Regions from separate parts of the Mus musculus genome. Here region 1 is linked to region 2. The links are chromatin contacts, called in public HiChIP or PLAC-seq maps. All regions are on one chromosome and are shown on one strand. The core of a region is the stretch at or near the end of the contact, and the rest is flanking DNA. Distances in the headings are between cores, read along the strand shown.

The links. HiChIP or PLAC-seq counts read pairs in DNA pulled down with a chosen protein or histone mark.
Region 1: an H3K4me3 HiChIP or PLAC-seq map of bone marrow-derived macrophages shows a contact between it and region 2, with 2.9 times the contacts expected there. The contact joins two enhancer-like sites. A contact is called at or near these places in 4 of 484 Hi-C or Micro-C datasets (the G1E-ER4 cell line, bone marrow-derived macrophages, myocytes and 1 more) and 1 of 115 datasets of contacts at active chromatin or transcription factors (bone marrow-derived macrophages).

Annotation. Positions count from the first base shown.
Region 1 is chr7:97,170,185-97,174,186 of GRCm38.p6, reverse strand. All of the region lies in intron 1 of Gab2 (growth factor receptor bound protein 2-associated protein 2), which reads right to left. Among named protein-coding and RNA genes, the nearest start is that of Gab2, 90 kb to the right of the region's middle. Within about 2 kb of position 1,591, at least 73 of the 459 cell types and tissues checked have an H3K27ac peak or open chromatin away from gene starts, as enhancers often do. A contact at or near this core is called in bone marrow-derived macrophages, where this site is marked.
Region 2 is chr7:96,969,399-96,973,687 of GRCm38.p6, reverse strand. It overlaps Nars2 (asparaginyl-tRNA synthetase 2 (mitochondrial)(putative)), which reads right to left. Exons shown (of 14, transcript NM_153591.4): 5 at 126-206. Among named protein-coding and RNA genes, the nearest start is that of Nars2, 20 kb to the right of the region's middle. Within about 2 kb of position 1,852, at least 28 of the 459 cell types and tissues checked have an H3K27ac peak or open chromatin away from gene starts, as enhancers often do. A contact at or near this core is called in bone marrow-derived macrophages, where this site is marked.

The sequences.
Region 1 (4,002 bases), core at 342-2,841, 200 kb before region 2:
CTCTCTCTCTCTCAGAGTGGAGAAAGAGGAACACTCCTCCATTGTTGGTAGGATTGCAAGCTTGTACAACCACTCTGGAAATCAGTCTGGAAATTCCTCAGAAAATTGGACATAGTACTACCGGAGGATCCCGCAGTACCTCTCCTGGGCATATATCCAGAAGATGTCCCAACCGGTAAGAAGGACACATGCTCCACTATGTTCATAGCAGCCTTATTTATAATAGCCAGAAGCTGGAAAGAACCCAGATGCCCCTCAACAGAGGAATGGATACATAAAATGTGGTACATTTCCACAATGGAGTACTACTCAGTTATTAAAAAGAATGAATTTATGAAATTCCTAGGCAAATGGATGGACCTGGAGGGCATCATCCTGAGTGAGGTAACCCAATCACAAAGGAACTCACACAATATGTACTCACACAATATGTGGATATTAGCCCAAAACCTAGGATACCCAAGATATAAGATACAATTTGCTAAACGCATGAAACTCAAGAAGAACAAAGACCAAAGTGTGGACACTTTGCTCCTTCCTAGAAATGGGAACAAAACACCCATGGAAGGAGTTACAGAGACAAAATTTGGAGCTGTGACAAAAGGATGGACCATCTAGTGATTGCCATATCCAGGAATCCATCCCATAATCAGCTTCCAAACGCTGACACCATTGCATACACTAGCAAGATTTTGCTGTAAGGACCCAGATATAGCTGTCTCTTGTGAGACTATGCCGGGGCCTAGCAAACACAGAAGTGGATGCTCACAGTCAGCTATTGGATGGGTCACACGGCCCCCAATGGAGGAGCTAGAGAAAGTACCCAAGGAGCTAAAGGGAACTACAACCCTATATGTGGAACAACAATATGAACTAATCAGTACCCCGGAGCTCTTGTCTCTAGCTGCATATGTATCAAAAGATGGCCTAGTCAGCCATCACTGGAAAGAGAGGCCCTTTGGACTTGCAAACTTTATATGCCCCAGTACAGGGGAACGCCAGGGCCAAAAAGGGGGAGTGGGTGGGTAGGGGATGGGGGGGTGGGGATGGGGGACTTTTGGAATAGCATTGGAAATGTAAACGAGGAAAATACCTAATAATAATAATAAAAAAAAAGAATCTCCATTCTGATTTCTATAATGACTGATCTAGTTTATATCCTCTTGAGCATGTATAAAGGTCCCCTTTGAGTCAACACATGTTTTAACATCATGCCAACATGAGGAGCTATTGTGCTTGTCACACACACACAAAATCTCTCTTCTATGTGTAAAGTTCTCAAGGTAAGAAGGGAGTGTCTGTGCAATTGGAACGGGACAATGGAGGACCTAGGCTACTTTAAAGCAGACTAGACTCACAATGGACAAAGGAGTGGGGGCAGAGGCAAAAAAGGGAAATATAGTAGCTGCCACCATAGCCTCACTGAGACAGCTCTGTATCTCCATTGCCATTGTTTATAACTCTGAAGACACCATCCAGACCTAATTAATGAAAGTGTCCATTGGGCAGGGGAAAACACATACACATGCCCCTCCACACACAAAAGCACATTTGTGTCAGGAGGCCTCAGAGTCTGACACACTGAGGACTTGCCTCCCCCATCTCCCCTAGAAAGGCAGCTTTACTAGTATTCCACACAAAAGAGGCTGTGGCAGAGAAGAGAACAAGCTTTCTCCAAAACTGCTGACTTGATTCATCCCCAAGCTGACACAATGTGGAAAGGAAAACTTCAGGAAATGGGTAGATTATGTCCAAGAAAAGATTTCCTGCAAGTAGTTAACAGGAAGCTAACATGAAAAGCAGTACTAAAAATACACAGGCTATTGGAAACAAGCCGCAAGGGCCTGCCATTTCAACAAGCGGCTCAGGAAGTTACCAGGCCTCCCTGCACTTTCATCTAGTGAGGTCAACCTAACATGGGTTACTTACCTAGATAAGCTTATTGGGGGCCCTTAGTGTGATTTAAACTTCACTGTAGGCTTTATCAGTTCTCAATGTGTTTTAGGCTATTCACAGGGATTATTATAGCCCCGAGAGAAGGTAAGAGTCTCAGTGCTTCACACACATAGTTCAACTCATGTGATGAGAAATATGAACCAGTAGAACAAACAACCCCTATGTTCACCTGGATGTGGGCTCAAAAGGAATGAGCCTCACCTCCAATGCAGCTAGGAAAATCTGTATAGAAGGGACAATGAAGTGCACGACGTCGACGTCTATCTGCACTTAGAGATCTGTGTAAATAGGGAAACTAAAATGTGACATCAGGAGGACAGAAGGGAGCTGTTAGGAAGTGATTATTTGTAAATTTTGAGGAAGAACCTTTCTGTGAGTAGTTAAAGGCAGATGTTTCATGTCCAGCTCTTTCATGCTCTTCAGTTAGAGCAGAAACTTAAAGATAGAGTTGGTTTTCAGAGCCATCTCTTTTGCTTATACCTACAAAATCCTAAAAGTCTGCTAAATGTTCATGGAGCTCCAGCATCTGTACTTTCCCCTGTAGTACTGAACACAATTTTAAATGGAAGGCAGAAGGAACAATGTTGAACTTTATTTCAGAGTTGGCTTGGGACTGTGGAGTCCTCAAATGTCCTCAACACCCACCTTCACCCTAACCTGCCCCAAAGGTACATTCCTCATCTTGTATCTGCAGTTTGTATACTTAGAAGTTCTGTACTAAGGTAAAACGTACTACTAAGCATCGTGCAAACACACAGAGACATTATGGTAAGTAATTCTTCCAAGATTAAAATGAATAGTCTGAGAACAAAAATTCTTCAGTGGTATATTCTTTATACCCATCAGGAGACAGATGTAAAGGCCAAGTGGCAAACAAAATGTAGGTGGTCCAGTATGATTAGAGTCTAGGGAGACTGGGCAGGGTAAACACCAAGGTTTTCACAGTGGGTGATCTTTCTTTTGCTGTAAATCCATGGACACTTTGTTGTTGTTGCTCTTATCTTTGCTCATTTCTTTGGCAGCATTTGAGGCAGCTGAGTACTTCTTTCCTAAAGGCTTCTTTGAAATTCTTTTAATTGAGTGAAATCACATTTTCTATGTCTTTCTGTTCAGTCTTCACAAGGTCCTTTTAAGGTCTACAATCCCTATAATTTCATCCCAGCTTCCTCCTGTCTTACTCTTCACATTCTTGGTAGTTTAGAATACTCTCCATGTACAGAGCACTGTTGGACTTCAACTCCATGCTACCCACCACACTTTAGAACTTGGTGGGCAATCATGAGTGAAGCTAATATCCTCATCTTTATTTGACAGAGTGGAAGGTAGTTTAAATACCCAAAGCCCTGATAAACTGCTTTATGATATAAATAAATAATAGGATTTTACACTTTGCTTATGGATATTTGTCTTAATTAGGGTTTCTATTCCTGTGATAAAACACCATGACCAAAAGCAACTTAGGGAAGAAAGGGTTTATTTTGTTTTATAGATTGCAGTTCATCATTCATAGAAGTCATGGCAGGAATTGAAGGCAGTAACCTGGAGGTGAAACTGATGCAGAGGCTATGGATGAGTGCCACCTGAAGTCTTGATTACAGTCTTGCTTTGCTCAGCCTGCTTTCCCCAGGACCACTAGCCCAAGGATAATACTGCCTACAGTGAACTGGGCCCTTTCACATCAATTATCAATTAAGAAGATGCACCACAGGCCAATATGGTGGGGGTATTTTCTCAATGGAGGCTTTCTCTCCCAAAATGACTCTAATTTGTGCCCAGTTGACATAAAACTTGTCAGCACAATATCTATGTATTATTTATTTTAAATCTTGGAACTATAAACACCACGATTGCCACTTCATTTGTTACATTAAAACAGCAAACATCATCAAACAGTGAAAGTAGTTAAGAATTAAAAATATGAGGAAATTAAATGGCCAAATATATAATATCAAGAGTCTTTGACTTGTTTGAGTTAATTTTATATCCAGCTACTTCACCGAAGCTGTTTATCAGGTTTAGGAGTTCTCTGTTGGAATTTTTAGGGTC
Region 2 (4,289 bases), core at 603-3,102:
TCAAGGATTACTACTGAAAGCTTCAGGTGCTAGCCATGATCTTCAGTCCACATAACCATTATTAAATTTAAAGTAAATCCTTAAAGAAAAATATTAAGCAGCGGTAAGAGGGGAATACAGCTTACCTCCACTTGAAAAAGCTCTCCGGCCCCCTCACAGTCGTTGGATGTGAGTACTGGGGTATGAATGTGCACAAAGCCATTGTCCTGGAAGAGAAGGAGAACTCTTCAGTACATCTGTATGTGAAAGAACCCCAAGACCCAATGCTGTGTTTTACTATTAAAATGGCACCAACATCCTGCTGTCATGCAGCTCTCCACAACTCTCCAAATACAACACGGTTCAAAGATCAGGCAAGTGGGGTTTTTTTTGTTTATGGGTGTTTGAGAGGGGTTTGCTATGGAATGCGACAGGCTGGCCTTGAATTCTTGATCCTCCTGTCTCTCAGCCTCTTGTGCTGGGTTTATATGCATTCATTATCATACTTGGAGAGTTGAATGCTTAATTATACTTAGAAGCATACAAAAACTTCAAATATATAACAGACTTAGATGTACCTTGTCTAACTACTTAATTTCAAAAATAAGCAATCCCTATTCTAGAGAGATCTCCTGAATTTCCAAGTTAGGCAACTAGTCAGTAGCTAGGCCAGGGGTAGAGCACAGGCTCTTTAGCGATGATCTCTCTCTCTCTCTCTCCCTCCCTCCCTCCCTCCCTCCCTCCCTCCCTCTTTGTGTCTGTCTCTGTGCCTGTCTGTCTGTCTGTCTCTCTCTAATGCTATTTCTCCTGCTCAGTCCTGACATAATGAGGATAATCTTTCATCCAAGGCTATTGTGGAATGGCATTGCCCACACTGCTAACAGAATGCCAATGAACAATATGAAGTTATCTTGAAATGAAGCCTCAGCAGTAAGGAGCCATCAAGAAGGAGAAGATAACGGCTGATAAAAAGGGACTAAAGAGGAAGAGGGAGGAAGGTCTAACAAGTCTCTGTCACTGAATCGATGGTACAGTGCATACTGCACATGACACAGGCAGTGATCGTACTTCCCCTGCCTATAGAACATTGTGAGGGGAGCAAGCCCATCCATCACAGAGGCGCCCAACTGCAGTCCTTCCGATCAAAAGTCTGCGACTATTTCCATTAGTGAACCACAAACGCTGTTGCTAGCAGGATTGAAATAACCCATCACCTTCAAGGTTATGCTTCTCTCATTCTGACTATGCATGCAGGCAAAAGGTTACATTCAGAATGGATGTGGCAGGATGGAAGTGCAGACAGCCAAAAGAAACTTTACAGTATACAGGCAGAATGCTATCTACTTAATGCAGAACTTCAGCCTTGAAATCAATACAATAAATTCATGCATCTGCATCCTTGCCAGGTTCTGCCTATCTTGAGTAGAACGTAAAAACATCTTTAGGCATAATCAGAGGAAGACCTTCCAAGTATGACCCTCTCTGAATTCAAGAGTTCTGACCACAAAAGAAATTATTTAACCAACAACTTACATAGATATGGACTGGTTAAACATTCAAGATATAAATTACGGCTTCCAGAAATTATTCAAATATGCACTTAACCTAAAAGCAGCGTGCTTAAAGGTGCCGCACACAGCACACTAGAAAGGATCAATGAAACACAATCAATACGATTATTGCATAAAAACTGTATTTCTTATGAACCAAGAATTATGGACATGAATCATTTATTCCATGTGAGTGCAGGCAACTCTGAGCATGAGCACAGTAAACAAAGAAAGGAAGTGAAAAATCCAAAGGAAACGAGGGTGGGAGAAGAAACGTAACGGCCGGCCGACTACAGTTGCCAGCTCCAGCGCTGGGGAGCTGCCGTGTGAAGCAGCAGCAGATGCGAGGTAAACAACACGGAGCTGACAGAACACGGGCGTCAAGCTGCTCCAGGAGGCCATCAGTTTGCAAGTTTTAATGCTGCCAGCAAAGCTCACCAAATCCATTACCAACGCTATAACAGGGCAAACCCAAAGTTAGGGCAGTACAAGCAGCACAAGCGAAGTCTGAGGAAGACAGTGGGCGAGAAAGGCAGATCCGACGAAGAGTGAGCGCAAGGGGAGGTGGATGCGCAGTGTCCGCCTTGACTGAGCCAGTGACTGAGGCCTTCCCAGGACAGGGGCAGCCGGACCGCAGCCCCAGTCTGCACAAAATCATTTTTGATATTCAAACCAAAGAATGACTTAGATGGTTACAGAATCCTAGCTTAGAATAAGATTCAAATCCCCAGTTTTTACTATATTAACAAATTTGATAGGTCTGGAATTTATGAAATTTTAACATCTTTTATAAGCTTACAGTAATAAATCAAAGAAACAATATCAAATACTAGGTAATATGCAACCATTATTAATAAGTACAACAATGGCCCTTTTTGTGGGTTTCTGAGACATAATCTTACTATGCAGCCCTGGTTGAAGTGATAATTACTAACCACAACTTCTGGCAAGCCTGCCTCAGTGTCCTTAGTACTTGAGATTACAGCCATGAACCAACACACTCTGGCTCTAGTGACTTCTTGAAAATATACATTTCAAAGTGTCATGTACACAAGCAGACACCACAAAATGAAACATTAGGATTATATGTTTTTAATATAATTAAAAACTTTAAAGTGAGAAGCTGGGGAGATGGTTTGGCCAGTGCTAAGAGCATGCTTGTTCTTCCAGAGGACCTGGGTTCGAGTCACTACACCTACATGGTGCTCACCAACATCCCTTTCTTCACTCTGGTTCCTGGGGGCCTCAAGCCACATCCTGGCATTCGAGGCCTTAGAATGCATGCGCTGCACACACATACATACAAGCAAAACACACATACACATCAAATATATATTTTTTAAAAACTAAAAGGTAAATTTACAGCATTTAAGTGTCTTGACTTTATAACTATTAACAATGCTAAAATTACTTCCAACCATTTAATTGTTTTTCTTATGTCAGATTTTTATAGTCTGCTCTATATTTTAAATTATTTTCAGATTTTATGAAAGCTCAAAATAATAAAGAAATATACAAAAGTAGGTAAAGTTTACTTGTCAGTGGATTGATGGCTTGTCAATAGCACCATCTAGTGGCCAAAACTATATAAAACTGTTCTAAAGCAGGTCTCTTCTCAGTTATTTAAAGTGTGGGACACACACACACACACACACCACCACTGCCGCCACCCTTTCTCTTTAGCTCTAGAGAGATTTTATATTTGTCTGGGTCAAGTACTATTAAAAGTCATATAAAAGGTGAATAAATAAATTTAGGAGATGACATGTAAATAGGCCCTTTTAAAGTATAATGGGATAAAATTGCATACTTATAATTTACTTTCCTCTGTTTAATCAAAACTATTTGCCTTAAAGCTATGATGCTCTTTGGTAGTCTTCCAGAAATGAGCTCTAGTGGACCTTTCCAAGAAGCAAGAAGTGTCCTGGTGAGGCAGAACGAGACTGACACAGGAAAATAGCACAGGCTTTATCTACTGGCTCACCACTGTCCTCCCACAAATATGACCAAAGTGGGAGACTGGATCCACCCTCTTCTCTGAACACTGTCAAGGAACTGTCAAGAGTCTGCAGAAACAAAATGGCTGCAGTTCAAAGGGCAGAATCTCAGACATGTGGGAACCAGATGGCTAGAGTGCTGCCCAGGTGTGTCAGGTACAGAACTGATTAGCACAAGACAGAAGAAACTATGCAAAGTTGTGAACAGAATAGTCCACAGAGATTGGCAGAGACAGGGACCAGTATTTGCTTGTTGGCTGGATGCTCACACAGCCAGATAGAATAATCAGGAAGGCTTGCCTCTATCAGTGTGGGGCAACCACTTTGGGAGTCAAATGACCCTTTCACAAAAAACACAGATATTTGCATTATGATTCACAACAGTAGCAAAATTACAGTTATGAAGTAGAAACAAAAATAATTTTATGATTGGGGGGGTCACCACAACATGCAGAACTGTATTATAGGGTCACAGCCTTAGGAAGGTTGAGGCCTAGACCATAACAAATAATCAGTAGTACACTGAGCCCTCTTTTAGACATGATAGACCAAAAGTACTGAATAGTTTTCAAGTAACTTAATGATATACCAGAACACAAACTGAGAACCTTTATAAATACCCTGTACTCACAAGGTAAAATCCACATCATCTGGTAGCAACTGAAAATCAAAAGGATACAAAGAGGAAAAATGCAACAGATTAATCAAAACTAACTTATAGGTGAGGCATTAAACATATATAAGTTCATAATTTTAAAACTAA